3 separate regions of the Mus musculus genome follow, and all the other regions are linked to region 3. Evidence: chromatin contacts called from public HiChIP or PLAC-seq data. All regions are on one chromosome and are shown on one strand. Each heading gives the region's core, a stretch centred on a gene start, on an enhancer-like site or on the middle of the called end of the contact. The rest is flanking DNA. Distances are from core to core; before and after follow the strand shown.

The links. HiChIP or PLAC-seq counts read pairs in DNA pulled down with a chosen protein or histone mark.
Region 1: an H3K27ac HiChIP or PLAC-seq map of the HPC-7 cell line shows a contact between it and region 3, with 5 times the contacts expected there. The contact joins the enhancer-like site here to the promoter of AU019990 in region 3. A contact is called at or near these places in 1 of 15 datasets of contacts at CTCF or cohesin (CD8 T cells), 7 of 484 Hi-C or Micro-C datasets (CD4 T cells, CD8 T cells, the G1E-ER4 cell line and 4 more) and 7 of 115 datasets of contacts at active chromatin or transcription factors (CD8 T cells, the HPC-7 cell line, bone marrow-derived macrophages and 4 more).
Region 2: an H3K4me3 HiChIP or PLAC-seq map of bone marrow-derived macrophages shows a contact between it and region 3, with 6 times the contacts expected there. The contact joins the enhancer-like site here to the promoter of AU019990 in region 3. A contact is called at or near these places in 14 of 39 promoter capture datasets (the C10 cell line, the HPC-7 cell line, cranial neural crest and 9 more), 1 of 15 datasets of contacts at CTCF or cohesin (CD8 T cells), 39 of 484 Hi-C or Micro-C datasets (8-cell embryo, the AtT-20 cell line, CD4 T cells and 24 more), 19 of 115 datasets of contacts at active chromatin or transcription factors (the HPC-7 cell line, bone marrow-derived dendritic cells, bone marrow-derived macrophages and 9 more) and 5 of 9 other capture datasets (adipose tissue, bone marrow-derived macrophages, embryonic stem cells and 2 more).

Annotation. Positions count from the first base shown.
Region 1 is chr2:132,511,031-132,514,885 of GRCm38.p6, forward strand. It overlaps 1700026D11Rik (RIKEN cDNA 1700026D11 gene), which reads left to right. Exons shown (of 4, transcript NR_028286.1): 2 at 1,045-1,187. Among named protein-coding and RNA genes, the nearest start is that of 1700026D11Rik, 22 kb to the left of the region's middle. Within about 2 kb of position 1,526, at least 100 of the 459 cell types and tissues checked have an H3K27ac peak or open chromatin away from gene starts, as enhancers often do. A contact at or near this core is called in CD8 T cells, the G1E-ER4 cell line, the HPC-7 cell line and 5 more, where this site is marked.
Region 2 is chr2:132,702,401-132,706,127 of GRCm38.p6, forward strand. The region is part of intron 2 of Shld1 (shieldin complex subunit 1); the gene reads left to right. It overlaps Gm52525 (a long non-coding RNA gene), which reads right to left. Exons shown (of 3, transcript XR_003953907.1): 3 at 3,619-3,727. Among named protein-coding and RNA genes, the nearest start is that of Gm38455, 5.6 kb to the left of the region's middle. Within about 2 kb of position 1,286, at least 9 of the 459 cell types and tissues checked have an H3K27ac peak or open chromatin away from gene starts, as enhancers often do. A contact at or near this core is called in Th2 cells and bone marrow-derived macrophages, where this site is marked.
Region 3 is chr2:132,596,220-132,600,240 of GRCm38.p6, forward strand. It overlaps AU019990 (expressed sequence AU019990), which reads left to right and starts at 1,977. Exons shown (of 6, transcript NR_033468.1): 1 at 1,977-2,186.

The DNA of each region.
Region 1 (3,855 bases), core at 276-2,775, 86 kb before region 3:
GAGAGACTGTGGCAGTACAAACTGAGCCTACACAGGTCCAAGCCAGACAGGGTGCCAGTACTGAGTGGCAGAAGTGGACACAGGTTCCCACCACTAACCAAGAAACTACCTGCAATTGATATCTACTTGCAAAGGAAAAATTAGTTTTCTCCAGTGGAGCATCACTGAGTGCACCCAGGTGGGCCCCATGCCAAGCGTAGTTGGCCAACACAAAACCAACTCAACGGTGTTTTCGGAGAAGCTTTTTCTTTTAACTCATTTTGCTAGGTTTGGGCTTTGGAGGTGGTTTTTGTTGTTTTTGTTTTTCTGTTTGTTTTATTGGTGTTTTGTTTGTTTCAATTTTTGGTTTTTTGTTTGTTTCTTGGGCTCTTTGTTTTTTAAAGAGACAAAGGGTGTGGAGTAGGGAGGTGGAACAGTAGGGAGAACCTGGGGGGAGTTGGGGGAGGAAAACTTAGAATGTGAAGAAATATGGAAAAAAATGTAATCTTAGGAAATACAAAGAAAATGCAAAACGGCAACAACAAACAACCTAGCCATTACCGCAGTGTGGGGAAGTCAGCCCTGTTCACCACAGCACTGGTGGAGGGCGGGGGGGGGGGGAGGGGGGAGCAGCCCTGTTCATGACAGCACTGGTGGAGGGCGGGGGGGGGGGGGGGGGGGAGGGGGGGGAGCAGCCCTGTTCATGACAGCACTGTGGGGAAGTCATCCCTGCTCTGTCTTTTGACCCATGAACAAAGGCTGTCTTTTCACTTACTTGAAATTTCTTTATTTGAATGCTGCTTTGTATTTTTTGCAGAATATAAATTTTATACTTTTAAAAAATGTATTCCTACATATTTTGCTTTCTGTGATTGCTATTTAAAAAAATAGAACCATTTTCTTAAATTGCTTTTGTTGATAGTATAGAGGAATGGTTATTTTTATATATTGAATTTACATTCTACAGTCTTGACAAGCCATCGTTTTTAGTGACATTTTCATAATTTTCTAGGCATAAGATGAAGTGTCCTGTCAATAACTGTAGTTTTATTTCCTCTTTTTCAGTTGGAATCCTTTTGTTTCTTCTTCTTGCCAACTTTCTTCCTAGAACGTCCAACTCACTGTTGAATAGAAATATCTCTCGAAGGTGGTATCCTCGTCTTCCTGTTCATCTGTGGGCTTTCATGGGTGTCCTCTATCGGCAGGAGGTGTGTTCTCTTTTTGGTCCTCCCTCAACAACTGTTTTCCTTATGAAGAGGCACTAGATTTATGTACCCCATACTTTTTCTGTGTCTATTGGGATGGCCATGTGTTTTTTAAACATTTATCTCATTAAGATGTGCCTTATTAATTTTCTGCATCGGTCTTGTTTTTGAGGTAGCCTGTCCCTGAGTCTAGCCCTTCACATCTTGATGCCTTAGGTTCCAAGGGTGAACCTCAAGTGTTAAGAGGATCTTAATCTTGTGCTGCTGCAAGATCCCTCTGCTATCTCTTTGTTGAAGAGTTTTGAATCTGTATTAGTAAGATGCGTTGGCCTGTGGTTTCCTGTTTGCGTCTTTATCTTTTGACACCAGGCTGAGCAGCAGCTGCGCCCTGGGCTTAAAGGCTCATCTTCTCTCCGTGTGTGTGTGGGGGGGGGGGGGGGCGGGGGGGCCCAGTCTTCAGAGTCAGGAAGTCCCTCTCACGTGGTCGAGTTCCAGAGACCAAGCTCCTGTCGCTTTAGATCCTGAGTGTTGTGGAGGGGCTCCACGGAGCAAGAACCTTCCAAGCCCTCACAGCCTGGAGCACCTCTGGGTCCGTTCAGTGGGAGCGTCTCCAGGAGAGCCCCTCCCTCCCGGGACTCACTTGAAGATGAGCAAACAGCACCAAGCCAGTGAAAACTGCTTCCACGGCTCTGAAGGGAGAGGAGAGGGGATTCCTTGTGCATGGCTTACATCCCCCGTGGGCAGCCATTCTAAAGCACTTGCTTAGACGTGGATAACTCACAGGCACTTCAGGGATGGGATGGAGGACATAAACTGGTGGGGTCACTTTGGCCTTTACCAGTGAAGTGGAGGCTGCAATTTCATAGCCAGACATCTTGACATGGGAACCCGAGGGGAAGGGGGAATCGTCCTCAGCGCAGCAAAGCTGAATGGAACCCAGCTGTACGTTAACGGGAGACATAAACGGCAAACTGTGCATTCATGGGGAAAAGAAACGGCAAAGTGTGCGTTAGCAGGAGAGACAAACTATGGTAGGAACAGTGTGAGAGACCAACGCCTTTGTAGCAGTAGAGATGTGCAAACCAAAAACAACTACATGTTTCGATGTAGCAAAGTCCCTGATAAGGGCTGGAGGGCCACACCCCTTAAAAGATGCACAAAATTGCCTGCACCAAGGCAAAACAAACAAACAAACAAAACAAAACAAACAAAAACTATAGGCAACATATGAAGAAGGGAAAGGATGGAGAATGGGAATTCGCCAGATAGGATTGCTGGGGATGGCAGGGGCGGAAAAAGACTGGAAGAAATAGCCGTGGGGTCTGTATGAGGAGGTGTGTACAGCTGGGCTGGGCACTGTCACAGCGCTGTCATAGTGCCCAGCCTAGCCCAGCTGTCCCTTGCATCATTTGCACAATTTATGTGTTCTTTCAGGTACAGAAAACAATGTTTGATACCTCGATTTTAGGTATCATGAGAGCCTGGGCTATAGCTCTTCTCCCTTCCTCCAGATCCCTTCATGCTAAAAACAGATTTAAACAAAACCCCGCTAAGAGCTAAGACAGCGAGAATGAGCCCCGGGGACTGTACAGAGAGAAGCCCAGAAGGAGAAACTATGCCAAGCAAGGCCTGCTGGGAAGCCACCAGAAAAGCCTCCCCTGGAGAGGGACAACATGACCCAGATTGCTGGAAAAAAAAACAAAAACAAAAAAAAAAAACAAAAAATAAAAAAACCCTACAGTCCAACCATCCTGAGATCTGTGTCCTCACAGAACGGAAGGAAGACAGCAGGGTACTTTGGCAAGGAGTTGGTAGAGCCGGCGACATGGCAGGTGTGAGGGGGTGGAGGACAGATCTCTGAGAGAACTTGGTCTTCTGAGAGCCTCTGGTGCAGATGGATGAGGAGGTGTGGCTGCTTCTTCCCCGCCCCCATGCCCTCCCCCTCAGGAGCAGGAGAGGTAAACCATGAGGATTGATGCATGTTGCCACCAGACCAACTTAAAGGGCTGGTTAGGTGACAAGCAGTCTCTGACTCTACAGTCACTGGTCACTCAGGCTGGGTCATGGCCGGCTACCTACCTGTAAACCAGCCAGGGGCTCCTGAGGCCACCTCCTCCACTCGGCCTGCATATATTTGTGGGCAGCAATGTCACTGGGACACAGCCCAGAACGGGGTGGGGGGTGGGGTCAGTCAGGGCACCCTTCACACGGTGGCTTCTATCTGAAATTATTTGGCTGTTCAACCCATGCAGATCTGCATGTGTGACAAGAAATAAAAATACCCAATAGCCGGAGCTGCTTCCCTGGTCTCCTTCTGCAGGAAGCATGAGTTTTTGTGTGCTGTGGGGCTCTGTGCCAGCACAGCCTCACAGCACATGGGGCCCGAGTACAGCTGGTCTTGGAGCTCGGCGACTTGGATACAGGAGTATATAGTCTCCCTCAGTAGCATCTCCACCTTTTGTCACTAACTGAAGCTGTTTGGATCTGAGTGTTCTGTGCTCCCAATTGCTGCTGCCCTAATGTCCTGGCTCAGGGCACGTTTCAAGCGACTCATTTTTCTTTGCCAACATCACCCAAGCCAGTGGCTCTGTTCTCACATCCGTCTCTACTCAGCACATCTACCCTTTGCCCTGCTGCCCTTGTCATCTTCTCCATCTATGAGCATAGCTGA
Region 2 (3,727 bases), core at 36-2,535, 110 kb after region 3:
AGGCCTTATGCATAGCAAGTTTCTATCCTGAAGCTCCTTCCAGCGGGTGCTTCTTCCTCTCCCTCCTGACTCCAGACTCACTAAGCATCTGAGCCTGACTTTAAACTCCTCACCCCCCTGCTTCCACCTCCGAAGTACTGAGATCCCAAGTCCACGCTGCCATGCCTTCCTAAATCTAAGAGTTCTTTTCTTTGGAGACATTTTTAATTTTCTAATTATGTATATATGTGCAGGTCAGAAGAGGGTATTAGATCCCCTGGAACTGGAGTTACAGGAGGTTGTGAGCTGCCTGACGTGGGTGCTGGGAGCTGAACTCAGGTCCTCTGCAAGAGTAGCACACATTCTTAACCACGGAGCCATGTCTCCAACCCCCAATCTAAGAAGTCTTAAAGCCACGACTTCCATTTCCTTTTGAGTTCAAGGGCAGCCTGGGCTGTACAGGAAGACCCTCTTAGCACACTAGAATAAACAACGAAGACTGGGTTGAGGGAAAGGTTGCGTGGAGAGCAGAGCTTGACCCCAGCAGCCTTGTAAAAAGCAGAGCGGCCACATTCACCAGTAACCTGGGTTGTGGGAGGAGGTCGGGGCGTGCTGGCCTGACACTGAGCAGAACAGCAAGCTCCAGGTTCTGTGTCAGGGGCTATGTCAGAGTGACAGAACAGGACATCCAGTATCCTCCTCCGGCCCCTGGAAGGGCATGCCCGTACACACCTCATACACATGAAGAAAGAACAGAAAAGAAAGAAATAAATCTCTCTAGAAGTCTTATGTTTGTCTCTATCTCCTACACTACATCGCAGGAAGCCCAGGCTAGCCTTGCATTCACTAAGTAGCTAAGGATGGCTACTTGAACTTGTACCTCTTTTTTTTTTTTTTTGGACTGGGTTTCTCTATTTTGTAGCTCTGACTATCCTAAAATTTGTTAGGGAGACCAGGCTAGCTTCGAATTTATAGAAATCCATCTGCTTTTGCCACCATGCCCAGCTGGTCTTGAACTTCCTAGTGCTGGGATCTTTTTCCAGGCTGGCCTGGAACTTCCTGTAGAGACCTGGCTGACTTCAAACTTGCTCCTCTTGTCTCAGCCTCCTCGTGTTTAGATTGCATACATCACCATGCTCAGCATGTTAATTGTTTTGGAAGAGTAAAAGAAAACTGGGGCAAACAAGACAGGAATATAAATATCTGAACTTTCTGTCAAATTTGTAATTAGACAGCCATGAGCTTAATGTGGCAGACTGATGGCTGGCCCTGATGACCTTCGTTCCTCAATGAGTGGGAGGAAGTATGGCCTTTGAGGTTTTAGGACAGTGGTTCTTAACTTGTGAGGTAAGATCCCTTTGCAGGGTGGGACAACCCTACATAGGGGTCGAATATCATATCCTGCATATCAGATATATACATTGCGACTCATAATGGAAGCAAATTACAGTTATGAAAAAGCAATGAAGATAATTATATGGTTGAGGGTCACCACAACATGTGGAGCTGTTTTACATGGTCGCAGCACTGGGAAAGCTGAGAACCACTGTTTTATCACTTTTTGCCTGGTGTTCTGAGGCAAGTTCTTAATGTCTCTAAGCTTTGTCTCTCTGTGAGTCTCAGTAACACTACCTGGTGAAGTTGGGCACAGTGGGTGAGAGAGAGCGCTCACCTCCCACACCACTAGCCTCTCAGGTAACAATCACAGTTTCCATGTGAAATGTCACCCGCAGGTTCATATGTTTTAACACTTGGTCTTTCCTAGCAGGGGTTTGAATCTTTGGTATATAAGGCCTACCTGGCTGAAAGACTTACAGCCTAACCCTACCTCAGCCTGACCCCTCTCTGCTTCCTGATGGCGGTGTCAGGAGCTGCCTCTTCAGGCTCCACCACTGACTGACCCACCTCAGCCAAAGCCTTACCCACCAAGATGATCTGTTCTGTCTAGAACAGGTGCCAGGGACCAGCCTTGGCATGGAGAGAGGTTCTGAGAGAAGGGATGACTGGAAGCATTGAAGAGAACAGCTCAAAATCTATTCTAACCTTATGAGTCAGGTATCAGTTTTGACAAACTACCTTCTAATTTATGAAGGAATTAAATTTAGCTTCAAAGAAACCAATACATATAGATATGTATGTATTCTCTCTACATGTACATATAATTATGTATAGAGAGGATATATACATTTCTACTGTTTGGTTTCTTTGAAGTTAAATTATTCTATATATAAAGGTATATTTTTCTTCTATATATAATTATATATAATGCATATATATATATATACATACATATATACATGGAAAGAAAGTGTGTGATGTGTGTGTGTGTGTTTCTAACATGAATGTCATTTAATGTATGAATGCAATGTCTGGAAAAACCAGAGAGGGTGTTGTATACCCTGAGACTCGTTTGTGAGTCTCTATGGCTGTTGGGGATTGAATTTGGATCCTTGAAAGAGGAGCCAGTGCTTTTAACCTTTGAGCCACTTCTCCAGTCCCAACAGTGGAATTATGATAGAATAATAACAGTGTAGGCCCAGGGGTTTTCATGTTCTTCTGGTTTTGAAGACAAGATCTCACTTCTGTAGCACCGGCGAGGCTATAACTCACTTTGTAGCAGAAACTGGCCTTGAATTTGCTGTAATCCTCCTGCCTATGCCTGCTGAGTGCTAGCATGAGCCACCATGCTGGCTCCCAGGTACTCTCATCTGCTTCTGACAGCATTCCTGCATCACTGCAGAGTGACTACGGGAAAGTTGACTTCAGCCATCTTGCCTGATTATAGTGTGCGGATCAGCCAAGACACCAATATTTCCTATTTATGTACAAGTCTTTGTTTTTGTGTGTCCAGTGGGTATGAACTGGGAAATGTAGGGTCAGGGAAAGCAGAGGGTGGTGGTCGTGATAGCTGTCAGCCTTTCTCTACCCTCTCTAGTAAGATGGCACGGTGTCTTTAAAGACTCGAGTTTTGTACTTTATAGTAAATGGTCTTCAAGCCTTTCTATTTTTCTTCCTTGAATTGTTTCATTCATGGTTACATTAGCCAGAAGATTTCTTGGCTGCTGGCCTGGTGCCAGGATGGCACTCACCACGTTGAGTTGGAGCTCTGCAGGGCTGAGCCTCTTCCTGGCCTTTGCTTTGTGTGCCCTCCTGTGTTGGGCTGTGGACAACTCTTGGCCATGGTCGTTATATTGAATTATGATTTTAAGTTGGCAAAGTGATGTCACTTTTTTTTTGTGTGTGTGTTTAGTTAAATTTGGTTCAGGGCAGCCAAACCTACGTAGTGAGACACAATCTTGAAAAATAACAACTTTAAAATTAAATTTGGAAGTGTAATACACATTCCTGACTTCTGAAAATACTCTACATTCCAGTTCTTCTATGCTGTTTCTGTAGGATGTTCCTGATTGTCCCAAGTTGAGGTTCCAGGGATAATTTTAACAGTGTTGGTTGGAAGGATGCCCCTTCACGTTCCCTTAGGGGATGTAGCTCAGGCCTCAGGCCACGTGCTTCCACGGTTGCTGGGGAGCAACTCAGCAGCACAGTCCTTGCCTGGCATGTGTGTGGGTCCCGGGCTTTGATTCCCAGCACCACAAAAACAACAGACAGAAAGGAGAGGAAGAGGAAGAGGAGGGGGAGAAGGAGGAACTTGTACTTGGAAGGAGAGAGAGAGACACACACACACAGAGAGAGAGAGAGAGAGAGCAAGCAAGCTCTTTATGCTTCCTTAAAAGGTAGAAATGCATTC
Region 3 (4,021 bases), core at 727-3,226:
TTGAGGGTCTGGAGCACTTCGATCATGTCTATGATCCTCTGTGTGATTTTATCCAGTTCATTGGCTTTGATGTCATCAGAGGCCATGTGCTGACATTTAGGTCCCTGTCCCTGATCTCTCCCTGCAGCCTGAGATGACTATATCCAACCTGTCCTGTTGACATTCTCATAAGGGATTCCACAGACACCCAGAAGTACCTCCTGCTCTTGCTCCTTACCATCCAAACCTGTTGCTCCACCCTAAGCCTTTCCTGTCTCGAAACAGTACCATCTATCATGTAGATGCCCTACTTGGGTTTGTTCCTCCCCCCACCCCCCTCTGAGTCCAATACATCCAAGGTGCTGCCTATTCGGTCTCCAAAGCCCACCACAAACATGTCCACCTCTATTCCTGCCTGCCTCTTTTTCTGGCCAACCTGTTTTGTTTTGTTTTGTTTTGGAGGTAAGGTTTCTAGAGACAGAGTTCAAGGCCAGCCTTATCAACATAGCAAGCTCCAGGCTGCTAGGGCTACATAGTGAGGATTTTTAAATTTTTACTTTCTAAAAGTTATGAACATGCATTCACTCACGTCTGTGTTCATGAGTGCTGGTGCCCGCAGAGGCCAGAGGCATTGGAATCCCTGGAGTGGAGCTACAGGCATCTGTAAGCCACTGATGTGGTTAATGGGGGTCAATCTTGGGTCTTTTTTTTTTGCAAGAGCTGTTAACTACTGAAGTATCCCCCCAGCTCCAAAAATTCTAACCATCTTCTCAAACTCATTGTGTGTCACTGTCTTTGGCTTTCAACACTAATCTTGGCCAGCCAAAGGGTCTCTGCGTACGTTGTTCCATTTTCCTAGAAACTCTCCCCATGTATTTTTCTCTTCTTTTAAGTCTTAGCTTACTACTCAGAGTAGCCTGTCCTGCTCATCCTATCTGAAATCAGTTCCTTTGTTCCTTAATGACTTGGCTCTTCTCTTTCTATCACCACAGTAAATCCCACAGTCCCAAGGCGCCCCCCCCCCCTTTCTTTTTTCTACAGCTGAGCCAATTGAGTGTCTTAAGAATCGTGTTAGGGCTGACAAAAACCGGGAAGCCTCATGCCTCTTTCCTGCATGGAAGTCTGCTGCAAGTGACCTTTCACAGTTGCACTCAGATCCTAATTCGGAAAACGCACGTCAGCACATGACGCTAAAAAAGGAGGTTGCTCTCGAGACCCCTTCAGTGAAAGTAGTTGGCTACCCAGTTCCTGTTTTGCTGTAGGCTGGGTTCTCAGTGACACAGCTGTCTTCAGCAGAGCACGGAGACAGTGGGAGAGTTTTCTCATGGTAAGCCTCCTTTCCTGTGTTTCTCACTAGAGTTGATTGTTATTCTTGTGTTCTCTTTCTCTAAGACCAGGTCCCAGGAGATGGACATTAGAAGAAGACAGGAAGATCTGAACTCAACTTAAATGCCTGTGAATGTGTGAATGAGTCTCCAGATTGCATTCTGGCGCTTTGAAATTGTAACATTTCTGGGAAAGCAGACATTCGAGAGCCACATCAGTGCAGCTCATTTAGTCCTTGAGAAGACATTTAGGGTCCATGAGGAGGACAGCTGCTCATGGCAAGACCCTTTGTCATTCATCCTGAGCACACAACACATCTAACAATTATGCTGTTTAGCTTTGTTGGTTGCTTCTGTGTTGTGTGCATCTCACTTGCAGCCCAGATTGTCCTGAAAGTCCAAATCCTTTTGCCTCCCTGAGGTTGGGATCACAGGCAGGTACCATCACACCTGGCATAATTATGCTCCTGAAATCACTTGGCCTAGATGTTGATCAGCAGCCAAGTATTCAGCAGAATTGAATGCATTGGCACGCCTCACCTGTTTCCAGCATTCAGAAAAGCACAGGTGACCTGAGTTGACCCTGAAGTTCTAGTTCACAGGGAAGCCCCCAAAGAACCACCCTCAGAGTATGCATCAATATAATCTGAAGAGCCAGGGCTGTGGCTCAGTGGTAGAGTGCTTGCCTATGATATGCAAGGACTCAGGTTGGAGCCCCAGTGCTGAAAGAATCAGGAAATTAAGTCATGAAGTGGTGCCTGGGCAGATAGAGGCCTTAGGAGGAAACTGCATGTTTTGAGGGACAGAGCTGGGTCAGCAGAGTGTTTCCACACAAATGAACTGACTTCTGCATTGAGAACGTGAATCAACAGATCCCACAAGGTCAGTGTTCCCAGGCTCCCAAGTCCTTGAGGAATTCTGGAAGGAAGCTGTTTATAGTCGTTTTTCTAAGGAAGAAATTGGAGAGTTGAGATATATGCTTTCTCCTGCCATCTTCATGGCCTTCATGGCCTGCTTCAGGACTCAGTGGGAAATTCAAAAGGTACATTGTGACATCAAAAGGAACACTGGTACCATTGACAGTTGTTAAGAGTTTGTGTTGCTGAGGCTTAACCCTAGGCCTCAGCAAATGCTCTCCCACTGAGCTATACACCCTCAGCCTCAACTATTTAAAGTCCCTTCCCTTCCCTTCCCTTCCCTTCCCTTCCTTTCCCTTCCCTTCCCTTCCTCTCCCCCCCCCCCCCCCCCCCGTTGTTGTTGGACAGGGTCTCACTATGTAGCCCTCACAGGTCTAGAACTCAAACTGTAGATCAGGCTAACCTCAAACTCACAGAGATCTGCCTGCTTCTGCCTGTGCAGTGCTGGAATTAAAGATGTGTGCCACTATACCTAGTCAGCCTTTAATTTAAAAATTCACCATAAAGGCCAGATTGCTGGGTATGAGGTTTTCCTAGCTAACCAGACTATATCTGTCAAGACTGTTTTTCCCCCCTACTTTGTGAGAGGAATTATTTTTATAGAAGATAGGAGTTTCTGATTACTACCTGCCCCCCCCCCCCCCACACCTTCCCAATTCCTCCTCTTTATCTTTTTGGTTTTATGGGACAAGGTCTGCAGACCATGCTGCCCATAAACCCATGACATCCTCCTGTCTTGGCTTCCTGAGTGACCACAGACATGTGGTACTCCATGGCTTTTGTCCCATTTAGTTTTTCTGCGGGACATTACATCAGACCCATCTCTAACACGGAGCATCTGGTAAACTTCTGAAAGAAGTTACAAAATGCCATGAGACCCAAGCACAGCTCTGCTTTTGTTATGCAACAGTGGAAGCTTGCCACACTCCATGCTTCGTGAGTCAGCCACATTGGCCAATCCTGAGCTCCTGCCTTCTTTACTGGTGTCCTGTAGGAACGGGCGGCTCCAAGCGCTTCCACTGTTGGGAAAGTAAAGCAAGATATACAAGGTCAATAAATGCTCCAGAGCTGGGAGACCTTAGAGGGCTCTGCTGCTGCTCACAAGTGCCTTCCTCGGTCTTCCTCCCCATCCACTCCCCACCTTTCTTTTTGACAGAATCAGAGCTATTTAAAAATATATTAATGTAGATTTTAAGCCTGTGTGAGTAGGCTCTTCAAAAGGCTTCTCTAATACATTAAACACACACACACATCACTACTGACTAGACTTTAATTCTGGAGATAATAAACAGATTAGAAGTTTCCTACTTTGGGGGCTGGAGAGATGGCTCAGTGGTTAAGAGCACTGGCTGCTCTTTCAGAGGTCCTGAGTTCAGTTCCCAGCACCCACGTGGCAGCTCACAACTGTAACTCTAGTTCTAGGGGATCTGACCCCCTCTTCTGGTCTCCAGGGGACCAGGCACATATGTGGTTCACAGATATACATACAGGTAAAACACTCATACACATAAAATGAGATAATTTTTTAAAAAGTAGTTTTACCTTAAAAGAGTTTTCCTACATTTTAAAATGACCTAAATAGAAAACAATTACCACACACACATATATATGTGTGTGTGTATATATATATATATATTTTTTTTTTTTCTAGGCAAGCAGCCTACCGATTGAGCCACATCCCTAAACTTCTATGTGTTTTTAGGCAGGAAGACTGAAAGAAAAGAACTTTCCCTCTTTCTACCTCTACAGCATACCTGACAATTACATCATCCCAAACCAGGAAGAAAACATGGGGATGTT